2 separate regions of the Danio rerio genome follow, and region 1 is linked to region 2. A link is a contact called in public HiCAR-type data. All regions are on one chromosome and are shown on one strand. The core of a region is the stretch at or near the end of the contact, and the rest is flanking DNA. Distances in the headings are between cores, read along the strand shown.

Region 1 (6,303 bases), core at 1,648-4,147, 150 kb after region 2:
CAATCCTGGAGCAGCTTGACTTGTTTTGCTTTTAGGAACTTTCTAATAAATATCTAATAAATATGTAAGACTTTCTAATAAAGTTTCACTAGTAAATATTAGCTAATGCATTAAAATCAACAGTAAGGAAAAAGCCAGATTTATTATAGTAACTGTGATTATTAGCTAAAACAATTTTCGAACTGATTGTTATTTGTCATTAACATTTAATAAAACAATTCAGACTTATAATCAAATTACAACTAAGATATTAACGTTTTACTAGGAATCTACAATTAATAAAAACTTTTGTAGATTTCAGTTTAGTTAAATCAACTAATGTTAACAGTTGGAGCAACATACAACAGTCCTATTAACAGTCACATCATTTTCAATCAGTATTTCAGCATGTGGTAGGTCAGATTAACACGTGAAAGGTCACGTTAATGAATCAGGTCTCCTAGCATTTTGTGCTGTTATGAACGTCTCTGCAAATGCAATGTGAATATCCTTAAAAGCACTCTAAACACATGAATATCAACAGTCTACATATATGTCTATATTGATGACAACAGTATTAATAAGACACTGTTATATCATTATATAAAGGACTGCAGGATGCTTTTCTGAGGCTGTTTGTGTGTTTGATTTGCTCACTCACCGAAGAGCATGAAGAGGAGGACACATATCAGCGTGGCTACGATCACCAACACTGTCAAACCAACACTCTGCCACATCCTCCCCTTCGTTCCTATGAAGAAAAACAGCTTTGCATCTGTGTGTGCTCTATAAACTAAACGCATAATCCAAAACAATGCCAAAATAATTGTGTAACATATTATATTCTAATCCTGAGTGATACTATATAAACATTTAAAGGCAAATTATTAGCCCTCACATGAAATTTAAATACTTTTTCAAATATTTCCCACATGAGGTTTAACAGAGAAAGCAATTTTTCACAGTATTTGTTATTATATTTTTTCTTCTGTTGAAAGTTGCATGTCTTTTAGTTTGGCTGAATTAAAAGCAGTTTTATTGTTATTTTGTAAAGATGAATATTATTAGCAACCTTGCTAAATGTTTTTATTGGTTACAGAACAAACCACTGTTGTCCAATCACTCGCCTAATTAACCTATTAATTAACCTAGTAATGCCTTTATATTGCACTTTATGCTGAATACTAGTATCATGCAAAATAACTGGTAACCTTATGTACTGTCATCATGACAAAGGAAATATTAAAAACTATTACGTTTAAAATGCATTGAAAAAAATCTCTGTATCACTTGGGTAATATCTGAGAAAAAAACTAAATCACAGGAGGTATAATATTTTTGTACATAAATTAAGTGACCACTTAAAAATTCTCATTTTTGAAGAAAAAAAATGTTAAAATTGTAATTTATTATTGTCTTTTTTTTCCAGAAATTAACAATCAGGGATAAAATGCAAAATAACACTTTCTTAACTCTTCTGCATCACAACTTTGGTATTGTTTTTATCTAAAATTAACTGTAAACATGTCTGTAATAATGTTGTTTCATGCTCTAAATTACAAGTTTATATTGAATGAAAATGAAATGTCATTAGTAGTTTGTAGAATATTAAAAAAAAGGTTTTACTTAAACTATTGATAATCAATACTATACTTAACATTTCACTTACATTTAATGTTTACATTAAAAATGTATGTGTGAGCCATTTTCAGACAAGTCATGTTTAAAGAACTTTAATAAAATTTGTTGAATTCGATGTTGATAATATTCAAATGCGGAAAATTATGAAATACTGATCAACTGTGCATTATTTGTCAGTGTTATTAAATAAGATTTATTTGTAAGACTTTTCATTTAAGAATTTCTCAATTTTCTATTCAGCTTTTGACAGCTGAGTACAATTATTAAAAATAAAATCATAAACAATTTTATTTTCACATTTAATTCAAGCACTTTCAAAGCCCTATGTTTGTTTTTCTAGGCCTTGAATTCACTTTCATCAAGCCTGGAAACCTTGAATAAATGTCAATTCTAGTTCTTTTTCTGAAACATGGGACCCATTTATATATATATTTTTTTTTCTGAATATGCGAGTACTTCTACAGACTGTCAATCTAAGCCTTAGGGTTTTTCAATTGCAGAGTGAATTTAATAAAGTATATTGTGTAAGTATCACAGGTATATGTTTTTAATTTTAGTTTGTTTATGGGTTATTGCTAAATGTGAATGATCCAACATTAATTTTATTTTTGTATGCATATATGCATGCATTTTGTATAATTATATGTATTTTCCATTTTTTATTACAATTTTTGTGTGTGCAATTGTAATTTCCTTTTGTTTATGGGGAAGGGTTGGGATTAATTTTAGTAATTTATTTACATTTTACTGTAAAACTGTTCAGCCATTTCTGTAAAAGTTTAATAAACAAATTAAAATAATAAAATTTCAAAAGCAATATTATTTGCGAATTCTAAATTGGCAAATCATATTAGCAGCCAATGACTGTTAAAGTACAACAATGTTCACAGTCAACATGTCATACATGCAATTTCTGACCGAATATTCAAAGTGTCGTGGTAAACAATATAATATATAAATTGTCACTTAAACAAATGTGCTATTATAAACCAAACTTTACCTCAATCGATAAGCGTCGTGCAGATGAAAGTGTTTGTGTTTATTATGATCAGATTTATGTTGAAACTTACTGTCGTTCACTCCTCAGTCTTCAGGCCGATTCCCGCGGGGACGGAGGCCGGTAGCGCGTGTCATGAAGCGGCCGAGAAAACTCTCCTTATCTACATCATTGCGACATTTACAGAGAAAAGAGAATAACGAGAAAACACCGACAGAGAGATCCCGAGTCAACAACACACACTCAATCTGAAGATGAGCCGGAAGTGCTCGCTGATACTTTTCCGCCGCGCGGTGTTCTGGGAATTGTAGTTTTGTAGCTTCATGTTCATCTGTTTGTGTTGACATTTTTTTTTATAATATTATAACTTCACTCATCAATTTAAAATAATTGAAAAATAATACCATAAACATTAAACAGCTTTAGCCATGTTTGTTTCATTGGATTATGCTTATCTTTTCTAATTCGTTCAGGTTGGTCAGGTTTACTTTTCTCTTTAGTGTGCAGATTGACTTACATTTTGTTTTAAGTTCTATATATACTGTAAATGTTTGTTGTATTGTTTTTATATAATGATTTTTTTATTATTGTCGTTTTTTATGTAAAGTCTACCAGGGACGAGGGGCCTGTTTCAGTAAGGAGGTTCAAACAACTCAGAGTTCAAACTTGATTTACCAAGAGATTAAAAACTCAGAGTTTTGGGTTTCAGAACAGCGGATCTAAGTTAGGTCAATCAACTTGAGTAGACCAGCTCAGAGTTAAGCGCGCACACCGTGACTATAAAAAGGCATTATCAATGGAGCGCAGATATTACGAGTGATCATGGCAACATCTTAAAAAAAGAGATCAGCATTTCTTTCCCCAGCTGAACTTGATGTGATCATGCAACGTTATAGCAAATATGAGTGTATATATTTTTAAAAAGAAGCAACCATCAGTGAAACAAAGACAGTCAGCCTGGGAAAACAGCTGCTCAAGTTAATGCCTAATTTGACATTTAAAATATTTAAATATTTAAGTATAATAAATAAGTAATGTAATGTGTGATGTTTATACATTTTTTCTAAACTTTTATACACGTTTATCAGTTTTAATAGATTTAATAGTGCACTTGTGTGTGCCTTTTTTCTTGATTAAGTGATAGAGGTTGATATAACATTTAGAAGGTAAGCAGTACTAAAAATTATTTTTAGAAAGAATAATAATCCCATTAATCTAGTTACAGTACATGTCTAAGGTCAATTAATGTAAGCTAATTATTTATTGTTCTGTGTGTGACTAAAAGGTAGGCAATATCTGTTTCCATCCAAATATATTAAATAAATTTATGTGCAAAACTGGAATATTGTATAAAAGATGCGAATAAGGCAGCGTTGCCATCCAACGAGTCAAAGAGAACAAAATCGTCACTTCCTGATTAACTGGCGCCAAATATCAACAGTAAAAACAGAATTTACTGTGATAGAAGAGCGTCAATTATTTATTTAATAGCCTAAATGTACTTGCGCCTCAGAAGACAATGAACACTTGGGGGCGTTTGAAGCCATGAGACGCAGAGACTCCCGATGCTCGTAGTCTAATTATATACACTAATACTAAAACAGTTAAGGCATTTTAGAATGACTAAAACAACATTTAAGACGTGGTACAGTGTGCTCAGCCTGCTGGTTTGTCCATTCATACACATTTTTATCATCATATGAAGACCTTTTTTTAATGTACTAGTGTAATTTGTTCAGTAAAAGTGTTTCCATCGTAGTTTATGCGCATATTTTCTATCGAATAAAAGTTTATCCTGCTCAATTTTGCGTGTTTTTATGCATATTTTCAAAAGTTAAGTGCATCATGATGTTTCCATCAATCGTTTTTATGCGCATATCCAAAATGAGCATTAAAATAGGTGTGTGGAGACGTAAGGCTAAGGCGAGAATTACCGCTTTGACTTTAAAAAAGGGGAGGAGACCGACAGAAACTCAGAGTTTAGAGAATAAAACGTGCTCCTGACCAGGTTAGATTCACAGAGTAAGTTACCACGGTAACTGACTCTAAGTTAGTTACCTCCCTTTTAGAAACAGGCTTGACTTACCCTGCTTTCCCGAGTTTAACAAACCTGCCATTTTGAAACGGAAAACCCAGAGTTTCTCTCATTTCAGGGTTAAAATACTCTGAGTTTTCACTTAACCTCCTTTCTAAAACAGGCCCGAGGACGTCAAATTAGCTTCATATATGCCCTATGTACACAACATTAGTTGTTTTTGTATAACGGTCAAGTGTATTGTCTTTGTTAAATAAGCAAATAAAAATAAAACAAGAACACATTAAAATGAAATATTCGGAATCTGCTTGTACATGACACGGCTAAATTTGTGAATGAGAGAATGAATGAATGAATTAATGGATTAAAAAATTAAGAAAATGAGATAAATGATCCTGTGGGTTAGCATACAGGAGACAGCATACAACCAAACACGGAGTAAAACTGCAATAAATAAAAAGAATAAAATGCATCACTCTATTTGTATGAATCAATGTGTGTTTATTTAGATTCTGTAATTACTCCAGTTTAAGCCATATTTTAATATTTACATGGTTTTCTCTGGTAGATGAGAAAGAAAATTACACTGCATGTGGATTTAAAATATGCAGCTAAATACAACAGACTGGAACAAAATATAAAAAATATTTTTTTTTAAACATTAATTATATAAATGAGTTTTTTTATCAAGTTTCACTAATGGTGAAAATTTATTTATTGTAATTGACAGGTGTGATGATCAGAGGAGCTGAGTTTTTACCGTTATCATTAGGTTCTGGGCTGAAATATGGGTAGAGTATATCAGTGAAAGTCTGACCAGTGAAAGAGTAGATATTAGAGCTGGACTCCACATCATAAAAGGAGACCAAACCCTCCTCATAATCCACAAACACACCGACCCGCTGCGGCTTCACTTTCAGAGACAGAGAGACAAGAGAATCAGCACAGGCTTTATATTCATTCCCATTCCTCAACCACACAGTCCAGAATCCATCACTGGGACTCAGTATGAACTCTCCCTTCCTGTCTACAGATTCTCTGGCCACTCCTAAAGTCCAGTCAGTCTTTTCCTTCACCTGCACCTCATAATAAAATCTCCCTGAGGAGAATCCCTCCTTTCCCAAAACATCTTTATATGTATCAAATCTCTGTGGTGTGTCTGGGAGTTCCTGCTCAATGTCTCCACATGTCACTTGTTTTCCATCATCAGACAGGATGAGATATGGATTAGCTGTATCAGGATCCAGAGTCACATCCACTGAGAAAACACAGAATATAAATCACAGTTTCACAGTATAAAGTCTGCTATCTGTCAAAGTCAACTTCAGCACATTATGTGCCAATATTTAAACATGAAAGAGTTTTGCCAATATATGCATTAAATGTAGCAACAGTCAGATATACATACATGCAGTACTAAAGTGTCACACAAATATATAAATATGAATATATGAATAGTGCTATTATTATTATTATTATTTATTATCTAATGTGGTACTGCACATACATTTTGTAAAAATGAAATATTATTATAATAGCTACTAGGGATGTAACGGTATCAGAATTTCACGGTACGATAATACCTCGGTATGAATGGCACGGTACGGTATTCACTGAGTAATTTACAGGAAAAACAAAACTAATGAAAAGA
Region 2 (6,816 bases), core at 3,998-6,497:
CCTAAAAAGAGCTTCAAAAGTACATTATGTTATCCAACAGCTGCAATATTGGTCAAACTGTAGTGAGTCTATTGATCTGCTGAGTGTGAGGCGGCAGTAGGGGTTCTGGTATTGCAGAAAATGCCAAGGCTATCAGCAAATCGGATTCAGGAAACACAGAACCGTTGTGTGTGTGTGTGTGTGTGTGTGTGTGTGTATATATATATATATATATATATATATATATATATATATATATATATATATATATATATATATATATATATATATATGATCCAAAAATTAGTAGACCAAATAATATGTTATATATATATATGATCCAAAAATTAGTAGACCAAATTAATATGTTTTTTAATGCAATTTGTCAAGTTTAAAAAAAAACCATCTTTAAATCTTTTTATTTTTATTTGAAAAACTGTTAGGGTCAATATTATTTGCAAATTTATTTATTTTCTTTTTTTTTCAGTTGTCTACAGAACTTTTGTCTTAATATAAAGATGAAAGTTGTTTAATTCTATAGGATGCCTTACAATATTATTTTGTACTTATAACGTTTATTATTCAGTACTGAAGCCAAAACTGGAGCTAACAAAATAATGATCCAAAAATTTGTAGACCAAATTAATATGTTAGGGAAAAATATTAAATAGTTTTATTAAACAAAAATATATAAAATGCTATTGATGTTATGTACTTTGTATTTTTTGTTATATATATATATATATATATATATATATATATATATATATATATATATATATATATATATATATATATATTGCGTGATTTAATATATTATCTTTCTATTTCTAAAGATGTTCAGTGTCTAAAATACATTTTAATAAATATTTCCTATAAATAAATCTGTGTTGTTTTATTAAAAACACTTTCATTAATGTAAACTTGATGAAGAAAAATGCCTGTATGTTTTATATGTGCCAAAAACAAATCAATCTAAGGCGTAACGCCATCTAACTGCAAGACATTTAAGGAAAAAAAAAATTAATTGCTGCAGTTTCTGAAATGCTCTGGGTGTAGCTACTGTACCTTATCTGGACCCTTACAAAGGAAATGAACTACACCATGGGAGAATTTCCACAGCAGGTCACACCCTTGACATTGAATGGATTTACACTGTACTGGTGTTGACTAACAGCCTGCTCCAACACAAAGCTGGCTATCCAGGAATGATCATAGCAAGCAGACACTACAAAGCCAAAGAGTGTATAATGCAGCATAAGAGAAGCCGAGAGCACAGTATCATGTGGAGAGCAATATGCTGATGGTAATTACTAATGATTACTCCACTACACGAGCCTGGAGCCGCCAAAAACGATGCAGTGACTCAAGATTAACTGGAGCTTAATGAATGACATGGTGTGATGCTTTTTTAAAGGTCCACTTTCAGACTGGCTGATTGCTCAAGCAATTTACAGTCTGCCACAAGCAGATTGCACTACTAAACACTCAAAAGAGAACTTACTATAATACAAATATGATATACTCATGCACAAAATAAAAGAGCAATGTTTTGAACACGTACATAATTGTAATTTCATGGTGTTTGCTGATATACTGTGCCTTTAAAGGTCCAGTGAAATTAAAATAACGTTTTATGGTTGCTAGTATCAGTATGTTAGCCTTAAAGGGTATCTGTAAGCTAGTGTGGTACAAAACAATGACAAAATTCATGTTTAGATAACTGATCCAAACATGTAAAACTTGTAGTTAGTCACTTCCACCTAAATGGATCAATGTTTTTTTTTTGTTTGTTTTTTTCACGTCAGACGTCACAGACATGTCACTTGTATACTTTTAAATTGGGCAACAGTGTAGCTGTCAATATGGTGAATAAAGCCCGGCCTTCTATTAAAGGAGCCAATCAGCGATCGCTGTTTGGCGAATAAAGCCTGCCTTCTAGTACAGGAGCCAATCAGCGATCGCTATACAATGACAATTCTCCAGGGGAGGGGATCGGACCAGATGCGAGTTTCTGCAGATTTTGTGGGATACGAACATTTAGAAATTAAACTAAAGCCTGACTATCTAAGACCAGGCTGGAAATGGCTGGAAACCCCTCTAAAACCAGCATGGTCTACCAGCTAAAACCAACCAACCAGCCTAGGCTGGTTTAAGCTGGATTTTTCAGTAGGGTCCCCATTCAAACAGAATGCCCAAGCATTCTGCCTGAGAGGCGTTTCAAAGATGGTCGCCGAGTGAACTGACTTGCCTTAAACGGACTTGAAGGGCCTCAGTTTCTTATCAAATCTTCTGACCAATCAAATGCTCTCTAGCATAGATATATACACTAGATGTCGCATAGGGACCCTGAGCATGCGTCACGTAACGAGCAAACAAAGAAAACAAAGCACAAAGGCAGAACATTTCATAGGTAAGATTAAGTTTTTTACGTTTTTGTATGTTCTGAACTTTTGTGATAAACAGGTAGCATTATTGATGATAACAGTCACTTACTGCGTTCACCAAAAGGCAAAGTAGCTCCAACTCGCACTTAATACTCGGCGTATGCTAGTTTTGTTGAATAAAATCAACAAACAATGCAAAAGAAATATGACAACGAGATGCTGCGCTGCCAAAAACCACAGTCACAGCCACAGTCCTCCACTGTTCCTTGGTCCCGCATTCATTTCAAAGGAGCGCTACCCTGTTCCAAAATGGCGGCTCTATTGACGCATTCCTTCCAATAGACAACAACAGGATAGGCGACATCTAATATATATATCTATGGCTCTCTAGTATCTGACATGCCCCGCCCCCTTCAAGACGCTTCACATTTGCTTTCATTTGATGCGCTTGACACTCACACTGGCAGAGCATTAATTAAACAAAACGCTATTGGCTGTTTGTGAAAAGGGGAGGAGCTACTATATGCATCACCGTCTCTTCACGTTTCAGTTGAGATTATGTCAAACCTCGAATAAAAAATGCACATTTTAAAGCACATAATGAGACCTTTAAGTAGGGCTATTTCATACATATGACAGTAAATATATTTAAATAATGATGATCATTTAATATATTTTTTTTTACAATGCAAATAAGTGGCCGAAATAAGTGTCATGCGAGATGTGATATGCTGTTGTTAGCCACACAAAACAGATGTCACAGGGAACTTACTATAGTTAAAATACTAGTTATTCACAAAACAAAAAAGTACCATGGTAAAGCTGTGTTTTGAAGACAAATATAGTGGTAATTTCATGATATATTATATATTGTGCCTTGACTACTACATAAAATCACAGTAAACATATAAAAATGAAAATCATTTGATTCAGAATGACAATCATATTTACTAAAATAAATGGAAATCATCAATTTACTAAAATAAATGGAAGATATTCACCATGCTAGATGTGATATGTTGTTAACCACGCAAAGCAGATGGTACAGGGAACTTGCTATAGTAAACATGCTATAATTATACACAAAACAATAAAGTACTATTACTAATCTATCTTTTAAACACATAAAAGTAATATCGGATGCACTGAGATATTGTGCTTTTAAGTAAAAATACAGTAAATAAATATATAAATAGTTGATCTTTTGATTCTGAATGACAGTCATGATTATGTACTTTTTTAAACCTCCAAAAAATGACAGAAATTTACCATGTGAGATGTGTTATGTTGTTAACCACACAAAACAGACGGCACAGGGGCAGGGTGGATTTAGTGATTTGGGGGCCCTAAGCAAGTCCAAGCACGGGGTCCAAAAGTCCTAAAATGCACTCTTTCGACTTTTATTTTATTTATTTAGTAGTTATATATATATATATATATATATATATATATATATATATATATATATATATATATATATATATATATATATCACTCAAACTTCTTTTCTACATTTTATCTTAATAAAATCTCCACATATTAAGTGATCCGTTTTCTTAAAATGCAATTTACAACTAAAAATACAACAAAAAATAATTAAACTGCTCTTTGATTGGGGGTGGTGGACAAATTTGTGTCGATGTAATACTATTTTATATTATTATAACATGACATTACACTATTATAATAATATTCCATTTTATTTTATATTAAATAATATTCATTATGTTTAAACTATATTTGACTCTCACCATACAAAGTATGATAGAAACCATTGCTATATATAGTTTAAAGGTATAGATATTTATTGGGGGCCCCGAGATTTTCTGGCACCCAAGCGGCCACTTACCTTGCTTATTGGTTAAATCCACCCCTGCACAGGGAACTTACTATAGTAGTTAGTTAAAATACTACAGTATAGGTATGCATAAAAAAGCCAAAAAGTACCATGCTAAAGCTGTTTTGAACACATATAAAGCTCTTCAATAGTGGTATGCATCATGGTTTCGCTGATATACAGTGCCTTTGTGTATATGTATCGTGTGTATATATATATTGTAAATACACAAATGAAAGATGATCATGTGATTCTGAATGACAATCATGATCATGTACAAAAAAATGACAGAAATTGACCATGTGAGGTGTAGTATGTTGTTAACCACACCTTTTAATAATTTTATCATCATTTAGTTTACTAATTTTCATGATGGTGAGCACACAATAGATGAATGTGCACATCATTAATTTCAATATACTTATATAGCCCATCAAAGCACAATGATATAGCCCAATGGGCTCCCGTCTGGCCAGATGTAGTTTTCCGGAAATGCACACTATTAACGCATGTAAATACTGTACATGATGTATAATTTATTTAGCATGCGAGCACATAGTATCTTCTATCAAGAGTGATGTGTGACCTTGTTGAGAAGAGCGCGCGCGCGTGTGTATATGTGTGCCGATACAATAGACTGACCGGATGGATGAGCCGGACACATGAACCCGCCTGACCGGCTCTTTCTCCGGCGCGTGCACATACCTGTGAAGTGCTTGAGGGTCGCCTCGCCCTGGACCCACAGGCTGAGCACTTGCTGCACCGACAGATTAATGGAGTAATCCTTGTTCATGTTCGCGCCGGGCGGCTGGAGCGCGGCCCTTCTGCTCAGAAATCTGCCCGAGGATGGAGGACACATGGAGGCTCTTCACCGGCGCCGCTGCTCGCTGGAGGAGGATGGCAGAGCGCCGGTCCGTCTCATCAGCTCAGGGGCCATGATGGGTACGGCTGACATCCACACACACACATTCACACACACACACACACACATACACTCACACACTTTCGCATTCACGCGCACTCTCTCGCTGTCACACACACAGATGCACGCGCGCGCGCACCGGCGCTTCTGCAAGGCGCTTAAAGGCGCCGCGCTCTTAAAGGGAGGTGAGCATCACATGTACAGTACGACCAAATACTGCAGTTTATGAATGAAATTGTGTACTATTCTATCTATCTATCTATCTATCTATCTATCTATCTATCTATCTATCTATCTATCTATCTATCTATCTATCTATCTGTCTGTCTGTCTGTCTGTCTGTCTGTCTGTCTGTCTGTCTGTCTGTCTGTCTGTCTGTCTGTCTGTCTGTCTGTCTGTCTGTCTATCTATCTGTCTATCCTAATTAAATTTTTGTATTTTTCTATATGGAATAATTTTATAAGAACTTGAATAAATTGTATTGCTGTTGTTGTTGATAGTAGTAATAAAAATATCAGTATTCCTAGGTAATGTTTATACTGTATCGATTTATAAAAGTGTGTATATTGCTGTTGGCACAATTTCTAACTAACTACGACTGCTCATGCAATATTTAAAAAAAAATAAAAGATTAAATGTACTATTACCACTACCACCACAACTACTTCTATCCCTATTATTATTATTAATATTCATCCATTCATTCATTTTCTTGTCAGCTTAGTCCCTTTATTAATCCAGGGACTACAGCGGAATGAACCGCCAACTTATACAGCAAGTTTTTACACAGCAGATGCCCTTCCAGCCACAACCCATCTCTGGGAAACATCCACACACACATTCACACACACTACTGACAATTTAGCCAACCCAATTCACCTGTACCGCATGTCTTTGGACTGTGGGGGAAACCGGAGCACCTGGAGGAAACCCACGCAAACGCAGGGAGAACATGCAAACTCCACACAGAAACGCCAACTGAGCCGAGGTGACCCAGTGACCTTCTTGATGTGAGGCGAACGTGCTACCTACTCGCCACTGCGTCGCTATTATTAATGTCATTATTATTAATATTACTATTATTATAAATAATAATAATGGGCATCAAGGTGGCAAAGTGGGTAGAATAATCATCTCACAGCAAGAAGGTCGCTGGTTCGAGCCTCAGCTGGGTCAGTTTGCATTTCTGTGTGGAGTTCGCATGTTCTCCCCGTGTTGGCGTGGGTTTCCTCCAGGTGCTTCCCCCACAGTCCAAACACATGCACTATAGGGGAATTGAAGAAACTAAATTGGGCGTATATGAGAAGGAGTGTGTATGGGTGTTTCCCAGTGATGGGTTGCAACTGGAAGGGCATCCACTGCATAAAACATATGCTGGATAAGTTGGCGGTTTATTCTGCTGTGGTGACCCTAGATTAATATAAGGACTAAGCCAAAAAGAAAATGAATAATAATAATAATAATAATAATAATAATAATAATAAAATAGTTTCAGAAATGTATACTATGTTGTTAACAACAACAAATATTTCAAGCCATTATATTAATACTAAAAATAATTGTTATTGTTATGTATATTAACAAAAAGCTTTTGGATAGAAAATCAAGTTTAATGCTACGGAAAATGAGAAATATTTGTATATTTAAATATTAAAGTATTTAAAAATAAATTAATATTATTAGGATCATCA

The links. HiCAR-type assays count read pairs that join an accessible place to other places.
Region 1: a contact with region 2 is called in a HiCAR-type map of caudal fin, with 5 times the contacts expected there. The contact joins the promoter of smim13 here to the promoter of tmem170b in region 2. A contact is called at or near these places in 6 of 18 Hi-C or Micro-C datasets (caudal fin, embryo, fibroblasts and 3 more) and 2 of 4 datasets of contacts at active chromatin or transcription factors (caudal fin and embryo).

What each region holds. Positions count from the first base shown.
Region 1 is chr19:4,141,489-4,147,791 of GRCz12tu, forward strand. smim13 (small integral membrane protein 13) reads right to left here and starts at 2,898. Exons shown (of 3, transcript NM_001135579.2): 1 at 2,691-2,898; 2 at 641-730. The coding sequence starts at 716. btr22 (bloodthirsty-related gene family, member 22) reads right to left here. Exons shown (of 10, transcript XR_012394844.1): 10 at 5,139-5,910.
Region 2 is chr19:3,986,003-3,992,818 of GRCz12tu, forward strand. tmem170b (transmembrane protein 170B) reads right to left here and starts at 5,248. Exons shown (of 3, transcript XM_003200515.7): 1 at 4,909-5,248. The coding sequence starts at 5,062. LOC141378986 (a long non-coding RNA gene) reads left to right here and starts at 4,915. Exons shown (of 2, transcript XR_012394855.1): 1 at 4,915-5,145.